5 separate regions of the Mus musculus genome follow, and regions 2, 3, 4 and 5 are each linked to region 1. The links are chromatin contacts, called in public promoter capture Hi-C maps. All regions are on one chromosome and are shown on one strand. The core of a region is the stretch at or near the end of the contact, and the rest is flanking DNA. Distances in the headings are between cores, read along the strand shown.

Region 1 (2,585 bases), core at 33-2,532:
GACAGGTAGCCTGGGATACAGGGGTAAAATGGAGGTCATCTGGTGATTAAACGACAGCTGCCCTAGGGTTTTATACATAAACTCCAGGAGTTTTAAGAGTTCTGGCCACTGTTCTCTTTTCCCCTAAGGCCCTCCTGAGTCTCTAGGGTCCTTCTTGCTATAAAAGGCTACCTTAATTTAAAATTTTTTAAATAAAATTATCTGTTTGCCAAAATAGTATTTTTTTATTATTTATTTTATTTTATTTTTATTTTTTGCAAAGTATGCAGGTCAGATCTTGGAGGTGGCTCAGTGAGTAAAGGTGCTTACTGCCAAACTTGACGATCTGAGCCCCGGGGACGGTCTCAAGGAAGGAGAGAACTGGAGTAATCTGTCCTCTGAACTGCACACATGCATGTTCTCACAGAAAAACGCATACAAGAAATATATAAATCTAACTACAAATTTTAACTAACAATATCGGATTATAAAACTCTGTACTACATTTGAATACTATTTGAAGTGGGAACAGTTCAGGAAGCAGAGAAGTGGGTCTGTGTTCTACAGACCGAGTTAGGGAACCTCATTTCAAAATGAACTTTGCACAGACTGCCACCACGTGACCTGCCTCAGGCTGTTTCATCCATTCGAGGAAGTGTATCAGCAACTCTGAGTCTTGTGGTAATGCTGTGAGGAGCAGGTGAGACAAATAATTCAAAAGGTTTCAAACAACAGCAACAGGAACCCAAAGCACCATTATCTCCTCCTCTGTGAAACGGAAATAATGGCACTGGCCAGTTTCAGCGGACTGTGCAGGAGAACTGTCAGTTTGCATTGTTTCAAACACAAACCTGCTTTGATGCTGCCATCTAAATAGGAGCCGCAGCAGCACCTTTCTCTGGCCTCTCTAGCTCTCCTGTTTCTGCTGCTACGGTGGTTTGAAAAAAAAAAAAAAAAAAAGTAGCGCGTTTCTGGGTAATTTTCACCGCAGTGAGAGTAAGGCCGAGGGAGAGAGGAGAAACCTTTGAGGTCGCGTCAGAGATCTACAAGAAAAAGATCAATCTGAGGACAGCCGGCCACGGTGCACATCTCCCCTTCCGGAGCAGCAGGCCGCAGCCCGACCTGTCCACTCGCTACCCCGCTGGAGTGGAGAGGGGAGGAGCTAAGAAGCAGGGGAGGCGTGGGAGCGCGATGTAGGGGCGGGCCCTCAGAGCGTTGTCCAATCAGAGAGAATCCCGCCAACGACCAATCACAGCTCGCCTAGTCTGGCAAATCTGCCCGGCAGTGCGGGGCGGGGCCGCCAGAGTCCCGGGGCTGCCGGTTACTCTTCTGAGAGCCCTTCAGAAAAGCACAGGGCAGTGGGCAGAGAAGCCAGGGGGCGGGGGTGCAGGCAGGCCCAGCCTGTGTACCAGCCCGGGGAAACCCACGGAAGCACCCATGAACAAGAGATGGTGCAACCCGGGTGCGCACGTGTGTGCAGCCCGCTGGCACGTCTCTATGCCCTGTGGGCACCTGTCGTGTGAGTAGCTCCGGGTGTGGCTGTTCCTGGATGTTGTGGGTTTCAGGAAGGTTTGTATCTTCGGGCCTGCCTCCCCCGTCTCCAGAGGGGAACTAAGAAGTTTAACTGACCAGGGACTGAGGAGATTAAAGGAGTGGATCTCAGTGGCAAGGCGAAGAGGGTGGGGACTGCGGGAGCAGCAGGCAGGGGAGCACCTATTTGACCCATCTCCCAGCTAGAAAAGGATCTTGAAAAGACTGGCGTGACCCATGTGCTCTGAAATGTTTAGAGAGCCCCGAGCGGTGATGACCACAGAGTGAGTGGCACTAGACTGAGCCTGTCTAAATCGTGGACGACAGGGATGCTTGCATTTAGAAAGGCCAGAAGGAAACTCAGGATGGGTACCATCTGCTCTCCCAATCCCAGCGGGACAAAGACAGCCTCGGAGGTCTGCAATGCCGACTGGATGGCCTCGCTCCCCGCTCACCTCCACAACGTCCCCCTTTCCAATCTGGCAATCCCAGGTATTCGTCTATAACTACTTGTTCGCACTGTGTTTAATGCTGCCATTTTAGTGTTTGCTAGTGGGTTGGTTGTTTTCTGTTGTGTTGAAAAACAATTGTCAGTGATCTCTTTTTATTTCCAAATTAAAAAAAAAAAAAAAAAACTTAACAGGAAGGTAGCTGCTGTAAAGAGAGTCAGTCAAGCCGACTGCATCACTGGCAAAAGGGACAGTTGAGAGAATGGAATCACTGCGCTGTTGTTTTGTTGTTTTTATTTTGTTTACACCATACGGCCTCAGTCTAAGAATGTTAACCATCTTGATGCAGAGGCCTGGGTATGTGAAAGGCTCGCTGACTTGAATCATTTAAGGGAAAGGGGGAGAGATCAAGAATAATGGGTAGAAAGTCCTTAACAATCTTAGCTCTGGGTCAACATTGAAGCTGAAAAGAATATTTTTCTCATTTATCTGACCTTTCTTGAAAACAAAAATCAGATAAGTGTTAGAAAATAGGTTCAGATTCTAGGCTGGGCATCAAGGCACATAGTTTTGTTGTTGGAAATGCCAGAAATAGAGGATGCAGTCTGTCCTCACAGGCAGTCATTA
Region 2 (2,585 bases), core at 51-2,550, 3.0 Mb before region 1:
AAAAAGGAGTCCTGTTTATACATACAACCTGAATGAATTGCCCTGATTATCTTCGGTGAATGAAGCCACTCAATATTCAACAAAGAAAACAAAACAGACATAGAAAATAGGCACTTGTGATATCTATTCCAGTTGTCAACTAAGGCTACATCTGGAATGAACTAAATCCAGAAATGGAGGGCACATCTGCCCAGATCTTGAGGCTGGAAGACACAGGCTTCAGACATGGGGCGATGTGCTTTTGATCCAGATCTCGAGGCATAGTGGCCATGAAAAGCGTAGGCCCAGGCAAGGTAGTACATACCTTTAATCCCAGGGGAATGAGACAAGTCTCCTGAGTTCAAGGCCAGCTGGGATTGCAAGTTCCAAATCCAGGTGTGGTGATTCATACCTTTAATCTGGGCTCTACCTCCTACTGGAGGACTACATAAGGACAATGGAAGAGGGAATTCTCACTCTTCTTTGCCTGCTTACACTGACTTTCCAGTTGGAACCTACTTCTTCAGGATTCCCGCTTACACAGATGACCAGCGAAAACAACTAGTGTTGAGGGAGTGAGCAACTACTAGATTCCTGGACTTCCCAGTCACAGCTAGCTTCCCCACTTGTTGGGTTAGTAGGAGCGAAACTTTAAGTCCTTACAATAAATCCACTTAATATAAAGGGATACTCCATAAGTTCTGTGACTCTAGAGAACCCTGACTAATACAGCACCTTAAAAAAAGATCCGGAACACACACACACACACACACACACACACACAGTGCGCTCGCATACACCCCAAAGCCTCCTGGTTTGGGTCCGTACACACACACACACACACACACACACACACACACACACACACTGCGCTCGCATACACCCCAAAGCCTCCTGGTTTGGGTCCGTACACAATCCCCTCCTGGCACCCACTCGTTGCGCACACCCAGTCGCTGTCGCCAGTGCAAGGACAGCGAAGCAGCTGCAGGTCTGCCCAGGGCGAGACCTCCATCTTCCGGCCCCACAAGAAAACAGGAGGGGACCGAAGGAGGGGACACCCACTCGCACCCCGAACCTCCTTACCTCCAAGTGCCTCAGCAGCTGAGTGGCGTTCGCCTCCGACTTAACGGCCTTGTACTGACTGATGCTCAGGAGCAGGGACTTCAAGCAGGCGGTGGAATCCATGCCGACGAGCCGGCCTGTCAGCGACCACCGACACCAGCCACCCTCTGTCTTCAGCGGTCGCCGCGCATTTTTTGATTTTTTTTAAGCCCCACCCCTCTTGCGCCTGGCAGCTTCCTGTTCCGGTCGGACTCCGGAAGTCTGGGAGCAGCGGGTGGGACTGCAGTCGGTGATTGGCAGGGTGGGCCTGGGTTCCAGGCGCTGGGGTTGCGGGAAGGTGGCAGGGAGCCATCCCCTCCCACCCCCGCCGCAGTCCCCCTTTGGCGGAGAGGCCGCGAGGTTTCGGCTGGAGGTCCGCGAACACGCGGGAATCTCGCGAGACGAGCTCGTGCGGGCTCATTCTGTGGAGGGCTTCTGGGGCGAACGGGGGTCTCCGTGCCGCGCGGGCTCGGTCCCCGGGCCTTCCTCGGCCTGGGCGCGGCGGGCTCGGCTTTCCGTGCGTGCCTCAGCCTCTGCCCGAGACACGGCCGCTCCCCCCTAGTCTAGACACGGTGAGGAACTCGGAGCCGCCGAAGCTGGGGGTGGGGGCGTAGGTTTGGAGGCGGCGGGAGAGGGGCCTCAGGTTCTGCGGCCCTGGTCCCTGGTGGCCGCAGGCGACTCGCGCAGGCTAAGACCTGTGGCGGTCGGGGTTCCGTGATGAGGCAGCCGGAACTTTACGGTAGGATTTGTCAGAACCCCCCATAGAGAGAGAGCATCCCGGAGTCGCTCCCGGACGCGTTCTTGTCAGCTTTGATGTCTGTAGGCTGAGGGGCCTGTTCTTGTCTGGCGTGATTATTTTGCACATTTCTGTGGCGTCAAAAAAAAAAAAAAAAAAAAAAAAAAAGAAAGAAAGGCACCGTTGAGAATTTTATTATTATTATTATTTTAATCGGAGGTAATGATGTGCACGGATCTAATAACGAAGTGAGTCAGCAACTGGTTCAGGAGCTTAAGCTAGGTTGTGGGATCGAGTAAATGCCCATTTGACTAAGTTCTTCTGAAATTGTGGGAATTCAGGGAACGTTCCTTTTTGTTTTTTGTTTTTTTCTCGTTTGTATTGGTACCTTTTAAAGACGTCATTTATGTTCATATTAAAAGAAAATAAAAGTAAAGCTAACTGATGGCTGGAAAAAGATTGTGCCGTTGAGATAGTCACATGAGAGTTTGTAGCTAGTGCATTCATTCATGCATTCATTCATTCCATTTTAAACAAACATGTATAACGGGGCTAGGGATTGACTGTCACTCAGAACAAAGATGAGGACGTGGTGCCTGCGGAGAAGCAACCATCTAATAATAGTCCAAATAGGAAAGTACTGTTGGAATTCACTACATAAACGAGGAATGCGTCATCACTAAAACGAAGAGCAGCCAGTTTGCTGACAAGTATTTTTGCACCTTTCTCTTTGTGTCTCTGCATTTTACTGCTTTAGGCTTTTCATGAA
Region 3 (2,585 bases), core at 45-2,544, 2.5 Mb before region 1:
TTTGGCTTATAGTCTCAGGTCAGTTTATTGCTTCCAAGAAGTCATGGCAGGGACTTAAAGCTTCACATCCACTGTCAAGATCCGAGTGAGAATATAACATGGGAATCCTTGCCTACTTCCTCTCATCTTGCTTCTTCCTTTCTCATAGACTTCAGGACTCTCTGCCTAGGGGATAGTGCTGCCCACAATGAGCCCAGCCTTCCTCTATCAACTAACAATCAAGCCTGTCCACCACATGTACATATGCCATACCATGTACATAGGCCAGCCAGATATAATTTCTAATTAAAACTCATTTCCTAGGTGACTGTAGTGTGTGACAAGTTGGCAATTAAAACTGACCAGTTGCAGTCCTGCTCTTTGCATAATCTAGATGTAGTGACTCAAGTTTTCAGTTAAATGAAAGGTTTCTATTGGTATTGGGAACTACCAGAAGCTAGCCATTGGTCAAGCTGATGAGTCAGCTCTTCTGAGGATTGATGCAGGTTTACTTCTTCTCTACTCCTGTCTTTTCTCAAGTTCCTGTTTGTGACAAACATTACAGAACTAGCTCTAATTTCTGAAGTCTGAGGTATAAAGAAAACAGGGCTAAATACACAATGCAAACGGTCTTGTTCTAGGCAAATTAATGTTGTAGCCTCATCTCTTTCCAGCTTGGATAAGCCAACTACTCTCAGTTCTCAAATATGGCTCACACCATCTCATCTCCCAACCACGGGATGTCACTCTTGTTTACTCTTGACTAGTTCTTTTAGACCTCTCTGGATGCACCCTTGAAATCTCACTTCTGTTGAAGTACTTCCCCACCTCCAGAGTGCTAGAGCCTGTGTGAGTCCCTCCTTCTTTACTTCCTGTCCCTGTGACTGTCTATACCTCTGTAATTTTCTCTCCATCAGGTTGTAAATTCCATGCAGTTAGTGACCTCATCCATTAAATAACTGGTTCTTGTGTGAATGAAGGATCATTCACAGCTTCTCTTGCCTAGTTTAGAACAAGCAGCAGAGCATTCCTCCTGTGGTGAGGTCTTTTCATGGAAGATCATCTTCAGTGTTGATGCTATCCAATTGTAAATAAAGCTGTGCACTTGAGGGGCTGACAAAGAAACACCCTGTAGTCAGGATATCTTTAGAAGACAAAGGACTGTCTGCAACTCTCCCTCTGTAAGGACCCTCTTTGCATAAATTCTTCAAGGGCTTTTCTTGTCTCATTTCTACACAAACATCCTTTCTGCCTCTGTGTGCTTTGCCAGGGGAGTTCGTATCTCTATCACTGTGTGGTTTCCTTTTTCATTTTCTATTTAATTAGCTCTGATAAGAAGAAACTGAAGCAAGCCACTCTCCCCATCTCCAGCCCTCCCCACTCAGAGGCACGTGACAAGCAGACGTAAAGAAAAGGCTACTTTAAGGCTGAACCTGCTGCTTGCAGAGTCTGGGGAATATGGTGTAGGAGAAGCAGATTAGAATCAGTGTCCTTTTCTCTGCTTAGACTTGAGAATTCTTAGAAGTCTGCCTGCAATTTGGTTTCCACGGTCTGCTGTGCCATCTGTGCAGTTGTCTTTACCTGACCTGTCCATATTCTTCTATTTCTGGGGCTGTTCCATGTACACCTTAGATGCATGTGGACTGACATAGTGGTCGCACAATAAATAATAATAATAATAATAATAATAGTAATAATAGAACAGGGAAGGACAGTGAGAGCAAGCCACCACAGCCAAGTCTTGCCCTTATCTTCAGATTCAGATCCCTGGGGGTTGGAGTTTAGGAGCATGAATCCCTCAGATTCCTTCCCTCTATGAAGTTTGGAAGTCACAGCTTGGTAGACATAGCTGGCAGAGGTTATGTAGGAAGAGAATCACAAGAAAGGGGGACATACTCATAGGTGTTTGGGAATAGAACACTATCTGAGAAAGCTAACTCCTGTGTATAGGCACAAAGGAACCCAGACAACAGACTCCCATCCAAGCCGTCAACTGAGCTATTCTTGTGGTATAGTATGAATGTCCCACAAAAATCCATGTTAAAACTTAAAGTCCACTGGTGACAACCCCATGGGAACTATAAGAGAAAACTATGTCATTAAATCCATTCATATATTCATACACTAATGGCTTAATAGGTTAGTGGTTATCTCCTGTGCAGGTCTTTTATAAAAATACTTTTGTCTCTGTCTCTCTCACTGTGTGGTCCTCTCAGCTTTGTCTGATTGGGGTGTCATCAGATGGTTTGGGGCACAGTAGAAAGATTCCAACAGAAAGAAGACCTTTATCAGATATAAGCCCATGGTCTTAGATTGCTCAGCTTCCAAATCATGAGTTAAGTAATCCTAGTCTCAATAAATAACCCATCTGTATGTATTCTAGTATAGCAAAAGAAAAATAGGCTAAGGTACCTTATATAGTCTATGGCTAGGTCTTGGGCTCTGAATTCCAGGTACAACATTAAGCTAAGTCTTTTTATAGTGCCTCAGAGGTGTTATATGTTATATATAAAATAGTTATATATGACAACCAAAATTGTGTTCCCATAAAACAGATGAGTTGTTATACGTGACATTAACGAAGTCTATATTATGCACACAAAAGG
Region 4 (2,585 bases), core at 51-2,550, 2.3 Mb before region 1:
GCACAGAAAGAAACACACACACACACACACACCAAAAAAAAAAAAAAAAAACCTAACAAATATTAAGCCTCTTCCAGCATATACACGACTAAACACACTCCTTGCCTCATTTAATCTTTATATAACTTCAGAACCACTACTGTATTTTCAACATGGAGGGCCAAAAGTTAAAAGCTTATTAAAGCCAGGTGGTCATGGCACATGCCTTTATCCCAGCACTCGGGAGGCAGAGGAAGGCGAATCTCTTCAGTTCCTGGCTAGCCTGGTCTACAAGAGTGAGTTACAGGACAGCCAGGGCTACAGAGAAACCTTGTTTCAGAAAGAAAAGAGAGGGTGGCACCCGGGAGGCAAACCAACCTGGTTTACAGAGCGAGTCCCGGGTACCCAGGACTACAGAGAAACAAAACAATAACTCACTAAATAAATAAGTAAAACCACCAGGTCACTTAGCTCCAAAACCTAGGTCTTTTCCACCCCCCCCCTCCTCCACCCCCGCAATTGTGGAAGTGACAATTTAGCATTTCCTGTTACTTGACACCTCAGTTCTCTCCCATCACAATAGGGACCGGCTTCCCAAGGACTAAGATTTACTTTTGCACAACCTCTTTATAAAGGATTCACTTTAGGACTTAACAAAATTCTTACAATAAAGAAAGATGAAAATGGCTGGCGGTTTCTTGGGGAGGAGTCCAGGAAAGTGCTCAGCATCCTATCCTGGCTACTACAGTTAGGAACCAGCAGGTCTGCCATGTCAAAATTCATAGATTCTGAGGGCCTATGGATAAATTAAGGGGCCTGGAAGCCCTGTAGCAGGCACTTTTGGGTTAAGCCCTCGGGTCCTCTCAGGTTAACTGGGGACTCCTTCCGAGGCTACCCAAAGCCTCAGTTTATACCCTGTTTTATCCCGGGACCAGCTACGGGATTCTAAATTCCTTCCTAACAAAGCATTCCTTCCAAAACACACCCTCCTCTCCTAACACATCTACACCCGGGCCCCAGGGTCTCGCGCAAGGCCACTTCGAGCGGGCCCGCCAAGCCACACACCTGCCTTTAAATAATAATTTTTTTTAAAAAAACAATTAAGGTTGTAACAAATTGTAACGCTCATTCTTCTCTTCTCCAAACAATGGCTGGCTATACTCAAAAATGAGGGGCCCTCATTTGGAAAGCCAAATTGTAAAAACAGTTCTCACCTTCTTGTCTCCAGCAGTCTCCATCTTGAGAATAGATGAATCCTCCGAAAGAAAGTTCTCCCAGCTTCCAAAAGACCTCTGACCTCAGCCGGCTTTTCAAAATCTCCTCCTACTTCCTGTTGTCTTGAGGCCCTCTTCCGTTCCCCTCCCCTTCTGGTCCCACCCTCAACAAAATTGTGATGCTAAAATCTCCTTTTGTGGCTGATTTTAATAAAATCCCCTTTTGTGTGGTTTAATTATTAGGCTTGTTTCCTCGAATTTTTTTTTGTTTGTTTTGTTTTGTTTTGTTTTTGAGGCAGAGTTTATCATTTCTTTGCCTGGCCAGAAATGCGCTTTGTATATTGTACTGTCTCAACCTCCGGAATACTGCGATTTAGAGGTGTGAGCTGCTACCCCCTGCTCCTGGCAACTGTAGATCTGGGATATTTAAAACTGTAATTATTGCTGGGCGTGGCAGCACACACCTTTAATCCCAGCATTAGAGATGCAGAGGCAGGTGGATCTCTCTGAGCTCCTGGTCAGCCTAGTCTACATAGTGAGACTCTATCTTAGAAAAAAGAAAAAAAAAAAAAAAAGGGAAGGAAGGAAGGAAGGAAGGAAGGAAGAAAGAAAGAAAGAAAGAAAGAAAGAAAGAAAGAAAGAAAGAAAGAAAGAAAGAAAGAAAGAAAGAAAGAAAGAAAGAACCTAAATATTGCTAAGGGAAAGTGAAGTTCCTAGAGAATTCTGAAAAGACTGCAAATTTATCTAATGGAATTAGCATCCTGAACAGGAATGAAAACAACCCAGTTGCTCCAGAAATCCTTTTCCATGAGATGGCAGGGGGTGGGGGTTGCATTGTTTTGGTGGTTTCAGGGCTCACCCTGGGCTTTGTTTCTGTGCACCAATCAATCTACCACTGAGCTACAATCCCAGCCCATAAAATTACAACTCTTTTAATTCTTCCCCATCCAACCCTCCTTTTTTGAAGTCTCCACGGACCTGCAGCATACTGAGGTCTTCCTGTCTCATCCTCCTGACTGCTAGGATTCAAGGTGTACCCCACCACACCTGGCCAGGGCTTGAATTTCTGATCTTCTAGCTTCCCCAGGGCTGGAATTCAGGCCACCGAGCCTGGTTCAAAACTGTAACTTTCTATCTGCCAACTGTTTTTTTTTTTTTTTTTAAAGATTTATTTATTTATTATATGGAAGTACATTGTAGCTGTCTTCAGACACTCCAGAAGGGGGAGTCAGATCTCGTTATGGATGGTTGTGAGCCACCATGTGGTTGCTGGGATTTGAACTCTGGACCTTTGGAAGAGCAGTCGGGTGCTCTTACCCACTGAGCCATCTCACCAGCCCTTTTTTTTTTTTTTTTTTTTCTGCCAACTGTTAAAAGGTTTTGTCGTTGCTA
Region 5 (2,585 bases), core at 59-2,558, 2.1 Mb after region 1:
AAGCGGAATGTGCCCTGTGCACACAGCTGCTATATTTAGGATAACCCACAAGAATGATTACCTGGGGCCCCCACAAAAGCCACTCGTCTAAGAGGATTTTTTTTTCTTTTTACAGGAAAGTAAAACTGAAAGGTAAGAGCAGCTGGTGAAACTGCTCTGCTGCTGAAAGCTGAAGCCCCTCCATTTCAATACTCTCCTTTACATTTAAAGCATCTATTTTTGTGACTGTTAAGAGGTATTCTGGAAGGCACACTTGGTGTGGCTGTGACTTTGCATGGCTGTGACTTTTGTAATGTTCCAAGTTTTAAATGGTGTCTCTTTTATTTTTAATTACCCCCCACCCCCACCCCAATTCTTCCTCAACCTCCTGATGCCTTTAGGTGCTAATACACAGAAGAGGTAAGAGATACAGGGAGGCTCTAACTTTGAATGCTCGTGAAATTTAGAGATAACCATATGGATAAAGTATTGAGATACAACCATCTGGACTTCTGGGTTCATTTTAGATACCTTGTGTAAAACTGGAAAGGGAAAGATATAAGGGATAACGTCAGAGAATTTCGTGTGATGATTTTTTTTTTCCTTTTAAAGACCCCTTAACTCAGATTTGAAGGGGGCAGAAGAAAATGTGCGGAAAGTTTCCTAAAATTGGTGGCAGAGTAAGGATTAGGGGCAAATTCCCCTCACCATGATGGACACTAGGAGACCTCTCCATAGATAGAAATAATCCTTACAGGATGCAGCCCATCACAGTAGTGAGTACACAGACCCTTTGGCTCCTTAAATCACGCTACCTAGGGCTGTGCAGGCTCTAGGGTAGCCAAGGCCAGGTAAGGATGCCCCCGGGGGAAGAGTGAGGAAGCGCAGGGCGGGAAGCGGCTGGCTTCAGGACTGTGTGGCGCCTAGGGCCGGCCCATGTTCCTCAAAGCTCCCGACTGGGATCACCTTGAGATTCAGCTTCCTTGATAACCGTTTCCAGCGACTCAGCTCCATCTTCTTCTTTGAGGCGGACCCTCCCTGGGGCGCCAGCAGCACGTTTTGCACTCTCGGGCCTAGACTTCGGCCACAACAGAGACAACTGCGCCTCCTCCCAGACTGCTTTCAGGTGGTTCTGGGAGTTGTAGTTCTGCCACCTAGCAGCTAGACAGGGGTCAGACATTCCGGAACTACTACTCCCAGGAGGCGTTGCGCGGGAAGCTTGCTTTCACGCTGTTACTATGGCATCGGCGGAGGTCACTGGGCTTCTTTAGCAGGGCCTTTGCGTAATTCTGGCGCTTGGTGATGACGCAGAAATTCCGGATTGGCTCTGCGGCGGAGACCGTGGTTTAGTGGGCCAAGGGTTCTACGAGTCGGAACACGTGTTATCTCTTGCGAAGAGTTTAAGGGTCCTGAGGGTGCGGAGTTGTGTTATCAACCGGTGAGTGTTCCTTTTCCTTGTTGAGGGAGGGTGAATAGCGCCCACTTTTTTTTTTTTTTTATTGCGTTGCAGTCTTGTTCCCACCTCGTCATTACTTGGTTTCTTGTTGGTCTAGGCTTTTGCCAGCTCCGAGTCTCCCAGTGTGATTGCCAGTTACAGTTCAGAAAGAAAAGGACCTCCGTTCTCCTGGCCTCTGCCAGAGAATGAGCTTCTCAGCTGCAAGTTTTTCTGAGTTTAGCAGTTACTTGGGAAGCTATACGAATAGGAAAGTCTAGGGCTCCTGGGATGGCTAATGGAACTAAGGGAAAATTGAATCTAAATAGCCATGCCTGGATGTTGTCATGAACAGCCCACTGAAGGCGTGTGTGCTTTCAAGGCAGGGCAGAAATTCAGAACTGGAGCTTTGGACCCGGCCACTTGTTGGCAATTCAGCTTACTTACTGGCAAAATGGGATTGTACCTAAACCCTGGGAGTATTGTAATGATTGAAAAAGCAACGTGTGTAAAACATTCTGCCAGGGAATCTAAACCAAACTATAAACTGGTGGAAATATGATAAGGAAAGCTGTGCCCCATAGACCTAGCACCTGCCCTCTAACTTGAGTGTGAACCAGTAAGAACATTGTTGAATGGGCTGTGTTACGTTCAGACTTTCCGCTGTCTCAATGGTAGTTAGTTCTTTTGGAAGAGTTAGTTTCATGGCGATTTTTTGGAAGGTGTGCCTATTTTTTCCTGAATGAAAAGCAGAGTTCAGAGAAGTGCATATAATACAGTGTGTGTCCATTTTTGGAGAACAAGTGTGTTTAAATGTTTGGATGAGTCTGGAGAAAGGCTGTCAATTTGGAGAAGATGGCTTAGAGGTAGAGGGGCAAGATGGGAAAAGAACAATTACACTGTAGCAAAATGGGAACTATCACAGTTAATATGGAAACATTGTATTTGACAAATTTCAGTTTCTTTTAAGCCACTAGCCTATATTATAGCCTCTAAAACTAATACATCTATAATTCCAGTAACAACTCTGCCAGTTACTACTGGTAACTGTCTTAGTCACTGTTCTGTTGCTGTGAAGAGACACCATGACCAAAGCAACTGTTATAAAAGAAAACGTTTGATTGAGGGCTTGCTTACAGTTTTAGAGGTTTAGTCCATTATCATCACAGCAGGA

What was found. Promoter capture Hi-C pulls out the DNA fragments that hold promoters and counts their contacts.
Region 2: a contact with region 1 is called in a promoter capture Hi-C map of pre-B cells, with 6 times the contacts expected there. The contact joins the promoter of Dzip3 here to the promoter of Plcxd2 in region 1. A contact is called at or near these places in 10 of 39 promoter capture datasets (the 3T3-L1 cell line, 3T3-L1-derived adipocytes, cranial neural crest and 5 more), 2 of 484 Hi-C or Micro-C datasets (CD4 T cells and CD8 T cells), 7 of 115 datasets of contacts at active chromatin or transcription factors (astrocytes, cardiomyocytes, double positive thymocytes and 4 more) and 1 of 9 other capture datasets (liver).
Region 3: a promoter capture Hi-C map of stem cell-derived epiblast-like cells shows a contact between it and region 1, with 4 times the contacts expected there. The contact joins the enhancer-like site here to the promoter of Plcxd2 in region 1. A contact is called at or near these places in 6 of 39 promoter capture datasets (the C10 cell line, cranial neural crest, embryonic stem cells and 3 more).
Region 4: a promoter capture Hi-C map of stem cell-derived epiblast-like cells shows a contact between it and region 1, with 3 times the contacts expected there. The contact joins the promoter of Dppa4 here to the promoter of Plcxd2 in region 1. A contact is called at or near these places in 5 of 39 promoter capture datasets (the C10 cell line, cranial neural crest, hippocampal neurons and 2 more).
Region 5: a promoter capture Hi-C map of pre-B cells shows a contact between it and region 1, with 3 times the contacts expected there. The contact joins the promoter of Qtrt2 here to the promoter of Plcxd2 in region 1. A contact is called at or near these places in 3 of 39 promoter capture datasets (the 3T3-L1 cell line, liver and pre-B cells) and 1 of 9 other capture datasets (liver).

Annotation. Positions count from the first base shown.
Region 1 is chr16:46,009,110-46,011,694 of GRCm38.p6, reverse strand. It overlaps Plcxd2 (phosphatidylinositol-specific phospholipase C, X domain containing 2), which reads left to right and starts at 1,282. Exons shown (of 4, transcript NM_001134480.1): 1 at 1,282-2,001. The coding sequence starts at 1,839.
Region 2 is chr16:48,992,857-48,995,441 of GRCm38.p6, reverse strand. It overlaps Dzip3 (DAZ interacting protein 3, zinc finger), which reads left to right and starts at 1,300. Exons shown (of 32, transcript NM_001110017.2): 1 at 1,300-1,652. It overlaps Cip2a (cell proliferation regulating inhibitor of protein phosphatase 2A), which reads right to left and starts at 1,254. Exons shown (of 21, transcript NM_172616.2): 1 at 1,063-1,254. The coding sequence starts at 1,164.
Region 3 is chr16:48,473,835-48,476,419 of GRCm38.p6, reverse strand. The region is part of intron 8 of Morc1 (microrchidia 1); the gene reads right to left. Among named protein-coding and RNA genes, the nearest start is that of Morc1, 44 kb to the right of the region's middle. Within about 2 kb of position 1,294, at least 8 of the 459 cell types and tissues checked have an H3K27ac peak or open chromatin away from gene starts, as enhancers often do. A contact at or near this core is called in embryonic stem cells and stem cell-derived epiblast-like cells, where this site is marked.
Region 4 is chr16:48,282,450-48,285,034 of GRCm38.p6, reverse strand. It overlaps Dppa4 (developmental pluripotency associated 4), which reads right to left and starts at 1,300. Exons shown (of 7, transcript NM_028610.2): 1 at 1,194-1,300. The coding sequence starts at 1,217.
Region 5 is chr16:43,888,399-43,890,983 of GRCm38.p6, reverse strand. Qtrt2 (queuine tRNA-ribosyltransferase accessory subunit 2) reads left to right here and starts at 1,308. Exons shown (of 9, transcript NM_001356329.1): 1 at 1,308-1,417. Ccdc191 (coiled-coil domain containing 191) reads right to left here and starts at 1,082. Exons shown (of 16, transcript NM_027801.1): 1 at 946-1,082. The coding sequence starts at 993.